3 separate regions of the Mus musculus genome follow, and all the other regions are linked to region 3. A link is a contact called in public promoter capture Hi-C data. All regions are on one chromosome and are shown on one strand. The core of a region is the stretch at or near the end of the contact, and the rest is flanking DNA. Distances in the headings are between cores, read along the strand shown.

Region 1 (3,748 bases), core at 233-2,732, 1.6 Mb after region 3:
TTGGGGCCCCTTGGTGGGATGGAAGCCGTGGCATCAACTTCCTATTTCCAAACAGGCCTACATTCCCTTTCGCCTCCTAGCTTACAAGGCCAGAAGAGGCAGAGCACATGAATCAAGCAGCTCTGGGTTTTCTCATGGCAGCCTCCATTCAGCAGGGCCTGAGGTAAGACGGAAGCTGGAGCTCCACCTCCTACTAGAAGGCAGAACAGTCAGCGTGGTCTCCACTCTTCATCTTCCCATGACTCAGCTCTGCGATCTACGTTTTACCTACACTCTGTGGACATGAGATCCTAAGGAAGAACTGAGTCACAGGGTGCCTGCACCGATGAACCCAAAGTCCTCCTTCCTAGTCAACAAAATAATTAGCCTTTCTAGTCTTTATTCCAACTCAAGAGTCCACAAAATGTAAGCCATAATGGATTTCATAGTGTATTCAAATCAAACCTATATATGTATATAAAATTTGAAATTTCTTTCTTAAAAGATTTACCTTTAATTTTTGTGCACTGGTGTTTTGCCTACACGTATGTCTGTGCGAGTGTCAGATCCCATAGTTACAGTTAATGAGCTGCTATATGGGTGCTGGGAATCGAACCAGGAACCTCGGGAAGAGCAGCCAGGGATGAGCCATCAATCAAATTCTGTTTTTTGTTTGTTTGTTTTTCGAGACAGGGTTTCTCTGTGTAGCCCTGGCTGTCCTGGAACTCACTCTGTAGACCAGGCTGGCCCAGAACTCAGAGATCCACCTGCCTCTGCCTCTTGAGTGCTGGGATTAAAGGCGTGCGCCACCACGCCCGGCTCAAATCCTTCCTTTTAAGGAAGAAACTGAGGCCCAAGGTCACATAGCGAGAGGGGCAAATGAAGGACATGAACCTGGTTTGGAGGACGTCAGTCAATGGCTGTTTCCAGTAAACCACAGGTGCCCGGTAGGGTTCTGAGCACCAGTCCCTTTCGGGTCTTCTCCACCCGTGACCCCCATCCTCAGCTGCCCCCAATTCCCACCGGCTCTCTCCAACTCCGCAAAGCCCCGCGTCACGCTAGGCTCACCGCGGCAGGGGTTCCTGCACTCGCTTCAAACCTCCCACCCACCCACCCACCCACTGCTTCTCAGCTCCTCCCGGGACGCCCGCCCGCACCCCGCTGCACCCCCGCCCTCGCCCGGCCCGCCCGCCAGCCGCAGGCCCCGCCCCTCGCCGGCCCCGCTTCCCCGCCGCGGCTGCACACACACACCCTGGCCCTCTCACCGGTAAAGCCGCTTGGTGTGGAGGACCTTTGCCTCGGGTTCGCTGCTCTCCCCTGGAGGAGGGCCTTGGCTCATGGTGCCTGGGCCCGAGGGCACCTCCTGGTCACAGGCCCCCGCCACCCACCACTGGCGCCTCCACTGCCGTCTCCAGCTGTACCCGCAGCCGCCACTGCCGCCGGCCCTGCTCGGCCGCCATCGCTGTGAGGCGGCTGCCTGAGATGGCTCCTCCTCCACCTATCAAATCTCGCGATAGCTGCCGCCAAGCCGCGGACCGGCGACCAACCCACCAAGTCTCGCGAAAAATTGCCTTCTCTCTCCGGGAAGTCAACCGAGCTGGTTGTGGGTGGCATGGCTTCTGCTGGGCTTAAGTCCTCGGGGGACACTTTATTGCCACAGATGTAGAGAAACTGAGCGTTCTAGCGCAGGCTCATCCGCCTAGCTCGTCGGCAGCCGAGGCAACCTGCAGCGAGTTCCCACCCTGCTACGTGCAGAGACCCTGTCTCAAGTTTAAAAAGAGCGCGCTGGCGAGATGACTCAGCGGCTAAAGGCGCTTGCGGCCAACCTGAGCCCGACCCCTGGAGCCCGCATGGTATAAGGTGAATTGACTCCAGCAGGTTGGCCTGAACTTCACACGCGAGCTCCGTGTCACGCTCCCTAGCCCCCAAAATAAAATGAATTTAAAAAAATTAAGTTTCCAGGGGAAAAGAAAAGAGACCGTAGAGTGCAAAGCTCGCCATGGGACAGCTAGGTGCTGGAGAAGTGACTACCCACATGGCAGCTCACAACCATCTGAAACTCCAGCTCCAGGGGGTCCGAAACCCTCATACAGACATGTTTAGAGGCAAAACGCCAAAGTGCATAAAATAATAAAACGAATGGGCCAGCTATCATTGAATCAGACATCGTTGCAGAAGAGGGGCAGCGAAAAGATTTTAAGATCCGGAGGTTGTGGAGATCGGCATGCACAAGGTCAAGTCAGCTGCCAAAATCCCAGCGCGCCTGAGGGGTGGCTCCTGAAGTTGCTTGTTTTTTAAAGGAATTCTTCCCGAGAGAGTTATTTATTTATATTTTGTGGGTGCATGCATACAACATACACGTGGCCAGAGAACTTGGGAGAGTCAGTTTTCTTTTAAAAGTGTGGTTCTCTGGGGAATCAGACTCAGGTAGTCAGGCTTGGTGAGCCATCTTGTCAGCCCTATTGTTTTCCTAACTATAAGGCGGATCTTTGGGGTTCTCTCTCTCTCTCTCTCTCCACATTATAATGGCAATGTATATACCACTATGCTCCTGGCTCCAGCCACCAAGTCTCCTTTCTATTCCTCAAACTGCCTCAAGTCTTTTTCCATCTGTTGGCTGCGCTGTTCCTCTACAGGGAACTTCCACTGGGTTTCAGCTTCAGTCACCCTAAAGAGGCTCTCACTACTGAAATTCTACTACTGATTTGGTGTGAACTTTAATGTTGGTTACCTGAACAGCTAGAAACCTTGTCACTTTGTTCTTTTCTGTACATGTGCCTAGACTAGCACTTTTTTTGTTTGTTGGAGTGTGTGTGTGTGTGTGTGTGTGTGTGTGTGTGTGAGAGAGAGAGAGAGAGAGAGAGAGAGAGTCTCTACATAACTCTGGCTGCTGGACCAGCCTGGCTTCAGACTCAGAAATCTGCCTGCCTCTGCCTCATGTGCTGGGATTAAAGGCTTGTACCACCACAGAAATAGCGCCTCATTAATAATAGATACCCAATAAACATTTACTGGATGAACAAACTTGCAGTGTCATCTTTTAGCCAATTTACTCTGAGCACCCTTTGATACACAAACCCACTTTTATACCCTGATGCTTCCCTGAGCTGGAAGCTCTTACAGATCCCAGAATACATTAAGTCCACACCTCTGTGCCCAGCTGCACCCTTACTTTCAAAAAGGATGACGTCCTCCTGTAGAGTCCTTCCAGTAGGCAGATTCTGTAGGGCAGGGCCTGCGCCTTTAATCTGGGCCCCACCCGCTCTGGTCAGACAGGTTTGGAGACACAGGCAAGGGAGGGAAACTGGGAAATACTTGCAGAGCCAGCCAGGAGCTAGGCAGCTCCTTTCCGGAGATCCTCCGCCTCTTTGCAGATGGAAAGTAAGAGGGTATCATGGATCCAAAGGGCAGGGGTAGGAGGGGCCCAAGAGGTGAACGAAGGGAGCCCAATCCAGAAGCTGTGAGCTGGAGGGTGGCAGGGGAGGAAACAAGAGGAAGGCTTGGGAACGGCCACACTAGAGCTGGGAGTCTGAGTGGAGCCCAGCCCAGCTGAATCGGGTGAGACTGGCAATGGGAGAGTTCAGAAAATGACCGACTCCTGGAATGGAGACTGAGGAACCGAGATCTGGTGTCGAGTTCCTGGAGGGACCTGCAGGTCAAAGGGCAGGTGGAAGGAAGGGGGAAGGGCCAATTTCTCTATCTATAGGGTGACCCTTGGCTGTAGAGAAACTCCGCCTAGTCCTAGACACCTCAGCCTCCCATTCCAAAG
Region 2 (3,690 bases), core at 321-2,820, 1.7 Mb after region 3:
ACAGGCGGGGGAGCCTTAGCAAAGCTTTTCAGGGTCTTGCTGTATTGGACCAGAAAGAATACCGGCTGGTGTCTGTCACACAGTGTTAACACTTCAAGGTCACGCCTTACAAGGGAGTGAACGTCCCATATGCTGACCATATGTTGGCCCAGTTCTTCTGTCTTTCCAAAGGAACTTCTGAAGCCCTCCCCTGACTCAGCGATTGAAGAGCTAACATCTGCTAGGCTGGGACCTTCAGGGCCTAAGCCCGTTATATCCTTGTACTAGACTATCTGGTTCCAACCCTAGGACCTAGCCCAGGGTAGACACTACATGAGTATTTATTGAGTGAATGAATGAAGAAGAGAAAAGGGGGAAGTCAGGCCCTGGAGGAGTTGTAGATGAAGGGAGGTATGGAGTTAAGAGGAGGTTAAAATCAGACCACAGCTCTCTCTTCCCCTTTCTCTAGTTCTGGGGGTATAGAAGGCTCTTCCTCCCAGACCTGCTGGAACCACCCAAGCAACTACTGACACCAAGCAGGGCTCAGGAGTCACACCTGGGACAGGAGATGGCCCCCGCAGGGGGTGACCCATAGATGCTGAGTCTTTATGCTTAACCTTCCTGCTGACTGAAGAGTGATGGAGAGTCTCTGGACAGGGCCCACATGGACCAGCTGGGAGCTGTGTCACCAGAGGCTGATCTCTGGTCTTTCATGTGCCTGGCTGGACCCTTGGCACAGGAAACCAGACAGCTAGAATCCAGGTGTCCTCCCAAGTCCACAAAAAAGGCAGGGGCAGAGGCTCAGGTCCCTGCTGAGACAGTGGAAGAACTGGACAATGAGCAGAGGGTTAGCAAGCTATCCTACTGTCCCTGCACCTGTGGACTGCAGGTTTCAGAACCAAGAGTACCAGTGTCCCTACCGGCTAGAGTCCTTCAGGGACCATGGCTGTTGGAGCTGTAATCTCAGCTCAACTTAAGGTGGTAGAGGCTGGGGCCCGAGAGATGGCTCAGCAGTTAAGAGCACCCACTGCTCTTCCAGAGGTCCTGAGTTCAATTCCCAGCAACCACTTGATGGCTCACAACCATCTGTAATGGGATCTGATGATCTCTTCTGGTGTGTCTAAAAAGAATGGCAGTGTACTCATAAAATAACTAAATACATCTTTAACAACAACAACAACAACAACAAAGGTGGTAGAGTGGTAGAGGCAACTGCTTCTGAGAGGGGCCATCTGGTTTATCTCTACAGCCAGGCAACGGAAGATCTCAGCATTAATCCGATTCCTTCCTATTAACCGAGGGAAACCAGGTAGGACCTTTAAAGGATACTAGCTTCTTGGATGCCAATCTCTCACACCAGGTTTAAAGGGGCGAGTACCTTTCCCCCTCTCTCCACCCTCTGGCAGCTGGGGCACAGTTGGGGAAGCTCACACATCACCGGTGCCTCAGCGGGGCCATGGGAAACAGGACCTGACCTGCGGGGCTAATCCCTGCCAACCTCGAGCTGAGGGGTGGGGCTCCCCAAGGAGCAGCACGGCCTCCGGGGGGCGGGGCCTCACCTTTGCGGTGGCAGGAGTCAGCTTGGCCGGCACTGCCCTGCCGGAGACCGGGAGAACACAGCCGCGTTCATGGCCCGCGTTCCCCGCCACCGGCGCCTGGTCCTGCCGCTGCTGTGCCTGCTCTTCCAAGGCGCCACTGCCCTCCTCTTTGCTATCTTTGTCCGGTACAACCACGAAACCGACGCTGCCCTGTGGCACTGGGGCAACCACAGTAACGTGGACAACGAGTTTTACTTTCGCTACCCAAGTGAGTGCGGGCGAGGGCGTGGGAAGCAAAGCCTCTAAGTCCCGGGTGTGTAGGGAAGGGCGTTGATGGGTACTCCTGCCACCAAGATGACTGCCGGGGCTTTAAAATAGTCCCCTTTCTCTAGTGTCCCTCTTGTTCCAGGCACTGCTGGGGATGGCACATGCTCTATCTCAGGCTGAGGAGAGGTAAGGCTCAGTCAGAGTCAGGGTCAGACAGTAAGGGGAGCTGGGGCTTCAATCCAGTTGTAAGTGGCCCCAGTGTTAGCTACTGTCTCACCTTCCGTTGGGGCTAATTTGACTTTGTCTAGGAGTCCAGCTTGACCACAGGAAAGAGAATCTTGGTGGGACTGCCAGGTAGGGTGCCAGAGGAGACGAGGGAGAACTAGGTGTGAAATTCCCACATGTTCAGGCGTCGAAGATTGGTTTCAGCACAAACACTCCAGGTTTGAGAGTGAGAGGACCCTGGACCCATTTGCCAGTTTCAAGGCCAGTGTGAGGCGGGCTAGGGCTGTGCTCGGTGCTGCACTATTATCTCATCTCACAGTTTAAGGTGGCTGCGGGGTGCCCATTATCACCCACCAAGGATCGCACAGCTAGAATAGCGCTTACACATCATAAACTTGACCACTGACCATTTGCCTCCTGACAAGGTTCTGGACAGGGAGTTAACCCCCTCATGGAGACAGAGCATTTCCTTCGAGGTTGTAACTGAGGCACTGGACATCTGGGACCAAGCACACTGCCCCTCCCTCTAATGCCCAAGTCAACCTTCTCTAGTTCCAGTTCCTCATCCAAGTGCCAGGAAGAAGCTGGGGGTGATGGTTTGTGCCTGTAATCTCAGTGCTCCAGTAGTGGAGGAGGGATGATCTGGAGTTCAAAACCAGCCTCAGCCACACTGTGAATCTGAGACCAGATTGAGCTAACAAAACTCTGTCTCAAACGAACAAACAAACAAACAAACAAACACCAAAAAGGAGTGAGGGAAAATGTCTGTTTGAAGGGCATGCAAAAAGCAACAAGGCTATTAAACCCACTTTCTGCCGCTGAGCTGTTGACAGGCTGTCCCCACCTCACCCTGCCCTTTCCCAGCAATGGGGACATAAAGGGCTAAGGGAGACTTTGAACTGTGCCAGGAAGCACCAGACCCCCCAAACAACCACAGCACCTCCGTCTCCACAGTTCATTCCTAGTTGTGGCAGGGATTGGCAGCATTCAGGCCTCAGAGAAGCTAGAATCAAAACCAAAGCCCTAAAGCCGGCCCTATACTGATGGACACTCACTGTCCACAGAGCTGGGGGTTGAGAGGAAATGAGCCAGGCAGGTGAAGGAGGTGAGTTTTGGTTGTCTAAGAGGGTCCGAAACAGCTTCTCTTAGAGCCCCTGGCCCTGTTTGTTCCAAAGCGCAGAATCCTGCCTTTTACAGCAGAGGCAGTGCTGGGCTCTCCTTCCCAAGAGGGCAGCAAGGACCATGGCAGATTTACTGCCTCCCTGCCCCAGTATTGACCTCTGTGAACTTTGAGCCTACTGTTTGGGGAAAGCTGGGCAGGAGGGAGATGTGAGGTCTCTAAAGCCTGTGCTTTGATGAGCCGGGTACTCACCTGTCCCTGTGTCCAGAGGAAAGGGTCAAGGCCAGAGGGCGGGTAGAAACCACCCTCTGATTCAGAAGATGAAAAGAATCTTCGGTGAGTATTGACAGGCCAAGGTCGCAGGCATGGTTACCCTAAGGGGGCTGTCAGGAGATGGCGATGTCTCCCTCAGATAGATAGGACGGGAAGGGCCCTAGGATTCTGTAGGCTACGTCTCTCAGATCAGATGTGAACAGAGAGCCAGGAAGGTCACTCACCTACCCAAGATCACATAGCAAGTCACAAAAAGAGTGGGACAAGAGCCAGGCCTCTTGGTTCTCC
Region 3 (3,762 bases), core at 1,237-3,736:
CTTGGTCCCGTAGCTTCTGCTGCACAGATGGCATAGAGGGGGTGGCACAGTGTGTTTGAGTGACAGAAGGCAAATGAAGCACCTATGTGTCACTTGATGGCTTTCCTTCGACCTCTGTCAACCTCAGGGTTCTGGGTACCTGGATGCTGATTGTGGGGCTGTTAGCGACCCTAGACAGACGGAATAAAGGAGCGCCTGCAGGTCTGGAGCCGGTGGTGGTGGGACTGCTGATCCTCACCATTGGACTATCCATGGGTGCAAACTGTGGCTTTCCACTCAACCCTGCCCGGGACCTGGGCCCAAGGATCTTCACTACTTTGCTGGCTGGGGCCCTGGCGTCTTCAGGTAGGAGACAGCTTCCCTTGGTACAGTCCTCCATTTACCCCTATTAATAGCTTTGTCCATGGTTCTCCAGATTCCTCCCCCCCCCTTTTTTTTTTGAGACAGGGTTTCACTATGTACCAGGCTGGCAGAGATCCCTCCATGTGCTGGGATTGAAGGCATGTGCTACCATGTCCAACCTGAGTTCTATCCACTTACATACTGCCCTTGTATTCTTAGAACAGTGTTCCTTCTTCAGCTGGCAAGTTCTCCCTTCCTTCATAGCTCTCCTGCATCCCCCCTCCCCCTTTTCATGCATATAGTAGGTTCAGAGGTGTCCTTGGGCATGCCATACTACTACTTTGGGCTTTAGTGACTCCATCCGTAAAAAAGTCTATTCAGTTTATTCTGCAAGACTAGAGGTTGGACTAAGTTCTGCTGGGGGTTGCTTCCTAAGTGCTTCCCATTCATGAATGTGAACCCATGCTCACTGTTGGATGTCATGACAGGAATAGTGTGAGGGCCTGCCTTACTAGTCCTGGCTTATGGGAAGAGGTGTGTCTAAGAGCCACCTCTGACCCCTCCCTTTGTCTTTCCATTACAGCGCTGGTAATGGCTGGTGGTGGGTGCCTCCAGTGGCTCCTATGGTGGGGGCCACCCTGGGCACAGCCGAATACCAGCTCCTGGTGGCTCTGCACCATCCTGAGGATTTAGAACCATTTCCAAAGGTGATGGCATCTCAACTCAAGGCTTCAGACTTGGTTACTCTAGCTCAGCTGGAGTGTAAGCTGTGACAAGGACCAATCTTATCCCACTCTGCAAGAGCACCATGAGCTGGCCAGCACGCAAGACAGATATTCTTTGTATTACTATGCCAGACTAGGACACTTCTGTTTACCACTCCTGAAGGACTCCAGACTGGTCTTCTACCCTGGGAGCTTCCAGGCACGCAGTTCCTTAAAGGAGCCGCCAGAGGGTGTGCACGCTGGCTTTGGGAAGGTTTCTAGAATCGGGTGGGTGGAGGGATCCTAGGATCCTTTGAGGGGTAGGGCCTGGGAGCTTCTCGAGAGAAGCTTGGTTTCCTCTACTCTCCCTTCTTCACTTTTTCGTCTTAAGACGAGGTCTCCCTATGGAGTACTGAAATCTTCTATGCAGACCATAACGGCTTTGACTTCAGCGTGTTACTCAACACACCTAACAAGAGTGAATCTTTTTTTTTTTTAATGGTTTTTCGAGACAGGGTTTCTCTGTATAGCTCTGGCTGTCCTGGAACTTTTTGTAGACCAGGCTGGCCTCCAATTCAGAAATCCGCCTGCCTCTGCCTCGGAGTGCTGGGATCGAAGGCGCACGCTGGGACCAAAGGCATGCGCCACCACGCCCGGTTTAAGAGTGAATCTTTTTAACAAACAAAACCCAGTTTAAGTTTGACTCGGAAGTGATGGAGCACGCCTAGGGTCTCTGAGAATTTCAGGCCTTTCAGAGCTACATAGTGAGACATCCCCTCCCACTGACTCAAAACAACAACAACAACACAACAAAACCACTCGTACTTTGTGGCATTAGGGATTTGATTTAGGGCCTAGGCAAGGGCTCTGCCTCGGAGCTATCTTCCTGTCTTCTGGCTGCCAGCTCGGGAAATCTCTACGTTTCCTACCTTTGGCCTGACAGGAGCGCCAACGACCTCAGATAGTTCTTCGAGGTGTGTGTGTCCGCGCGCGTAATATACCACCCAAGGGAATGTGGTAAGGGGCAAAGTCAACTACTTATCGTCAGGAGAACCAAGTGGAGAAACTGAGGCACAACTCCCAGTCAATGCATAGCTGTGCCTTTTCAGGAAGTGAAAGGCCTTGAGATGAGCCAGGGCGAGGAGGGAAGCACAGCAGAGACTTGGGCTAGAGAGAAGTGTGCTACGGGGCTTCTTCATCACTACTCCCGCATCAGGCTCCTCCCCGAAGATGGTTTCTGGCAGAGAAAGCAGCATTCGCTCGGTTTCTGGCTTCCAAAATAAAGCAGCAGCATCCCAGCGTCCTCCAGCCTCGCCGATTGTGTGCGTGTCCCGGCTGGAGCTTGGGACCCCCCCCTTCCCTACGCACCAAGATGGCGCACGCCGCGCCCCTCACCTCCCCAAAGCCCCTCCCGCCCCCCGCCCGTGGCCGCAGCCGTCACTTCCGCCCCGCGGCCGAAACTGACACAAAGTAGCGGGCCGGGGCCCCGGGGGGGTCAGGAGAGCCGGGCTGCTGTGGGGGGGCGGGAGCCTGCGGGCAGCGGAGCCGAGCGCCCCCGCCCCAGCCCCCGGCATGGGCCGGACGGGGCCGCCGGGCCGAGCGCCGCGCGCGGAGCGCTAAGGTAAGGCGCTGCCACCGTGGGGCCGGGGGTGTGGACCGGGAGGGTCGGCTCTGGGAGGCGCGGGCAGCGGTGCCACGGGGAGCGGCTGTGGGAGGCTGGAGAGAAGGGCTACCAGGATGGAGAGAACCGGTAGCTGTGCGCAAGCTGGGAAAATGGGGCCCCGAAGGGGCGTGCGGAGCTGGGGTGTGAGGAGTAACCTGGTGCCAGCCTTTAGGTGCCTAGAGAGGGAGTTTGGGGCTGATAGGATTTGTCCCGGGAAGGTGGAGGTCTCTCTGTGCCCCAGGAAAACCAAGGGTGCCAGGGATGTTAGCTTTGGGAGCTCAGAGCTGTGTGGTGGGTCCTGGATACTGTCCTTGGAGAGGGAAGGAAGGTGGCCTCCGGTATTATTGTTTTCTCCTGTCTCGTCTATCTGCTAGCTTCCCCTGAAAAGGCTCTTGGTTGGAAAGGAGCGGAGGCCAGACCCAGAGGAGGAGTCTTTTTTCCTTCGTGGAGCGCTGCCTCTTTCCCATGGCTGGCTATTTTTATCCCAGATGTGGCTGCAGAGGGGGCTGGGGTAGGGTGACGGGGCAAGGCGACGTGGCTGGTGGGCCTAGTCGGTTTAGAAAACCAGGATATCCTGAGAGGGGGACCTTGTTACTGCACCCCTCTCGAGGATTGGGGCCAAAGTTGTTCTCAGTCTCCCCAGGGTCCTAGAGGTAAAAGTACTTTCCTGATCTGTATCCAGACTTGACGCTTGATGGTCAGCTTGCTCCACTGTTAACTCTTTCCAAGAAGGAAGACCCAGATGTTAGGGCTAACGATGCTTGATAGCCTCCCACTCGAGTGGGGCTGGGTAGGAGCCAGCAATGCCCACCCTGCATCCTCTCCTTTAGCGTCTGGTTCCACACTCCACCCTCCCCGTGACTCATGCTCTAGATTGGGTGGAGACCCTGGCTGGGGCCCTGGAAGAGGGTTTGGCATCGCCAAATTGTTCATGAGGTTTTTCTTCCAGAGCCAAGGGGGCAGCCACTGTTGCTTGCCACAGTTGTGGAGAGTCAGGAGTGAAAAGGACTTAGTGCCCCTCAGGACTGTCTGCTCTGAGGTCAAGGAGGGAGT

The links. Promoter capture Hi-C pulls out the DNA fragments that hold promoters and counts their contacts.
Region 1: a promoter capture Hi-C map of liver shows a contact between it and region 3, with 2.5 times the contacts expected there. The contact joins the promoter of Smg5 here to the promoter of Atp8b2 in region 3. A contact is called at or near these places in 6 of 39 promoter capture datasets (the C10 cell line, cranial neural crest, hippocampal neurons and 2 more), 2 of 115 datasets of contacts at active chromatin or transcription factors (astrocytes and forebrain) and 2 of 9 other capture datasets (liver and pancreatic islet).
Region 2: a promoter capture Hi-C map of liver shows a contact between it and region 3, with 7 times the contacts expected there. The contact joins the promoter of Rhbg here to the promoter of Atp8b2 in region 3. A contact is called at or near these places in 4 of 39 promoter capture datasets (hippocampal neurons, liver and pre-B cells) and 1 of 9 other capture datasets (adipose tissue).

The regions. Positions count from the first base shown.
Region 1 is chr3:88,333,994-88,337,741 of GRCm38.p6, reverse strand. Smg5 (Smg-5 homolog, nonsense mediated mRNA decay factor (C. elegans)) reads right to left here and starts at 1,482. Exons shown (of 22, transcript NM_178246.3): 1 at 1,245-1,482. The coding sequence starts at 1,318. Tmem79 (transmembrane protein 79) reads left to right here and starts at 3,309. Exons shown (of 4, transcript NM_024246.5): 1 at 3,309-3,360.
Region 2 is chr3:88,252,564-88,256,253 of GRCm38.p6, reverse strand. It overlaps Rhbg (Rhesus blood group-associated B glycoprotein), which reads left to right and starts at 1,570. Exons shown (of 10, transcript NM_021375.3): 1 at 1,570-1,785. The coding sequence starts at 1,608.
Region 3 is chr3:89,962,062-89,965,823 of GRCm38.p6, reverse strand. Atp8b2 (ATPase, class I, type 8B, member 2) reads left to right here and starts at 2,486. Exons shown (of 28, transcript NM_001081182.3): 1 at 2,486-2,667. It also overlaps the pseudogene Aqp10-ps.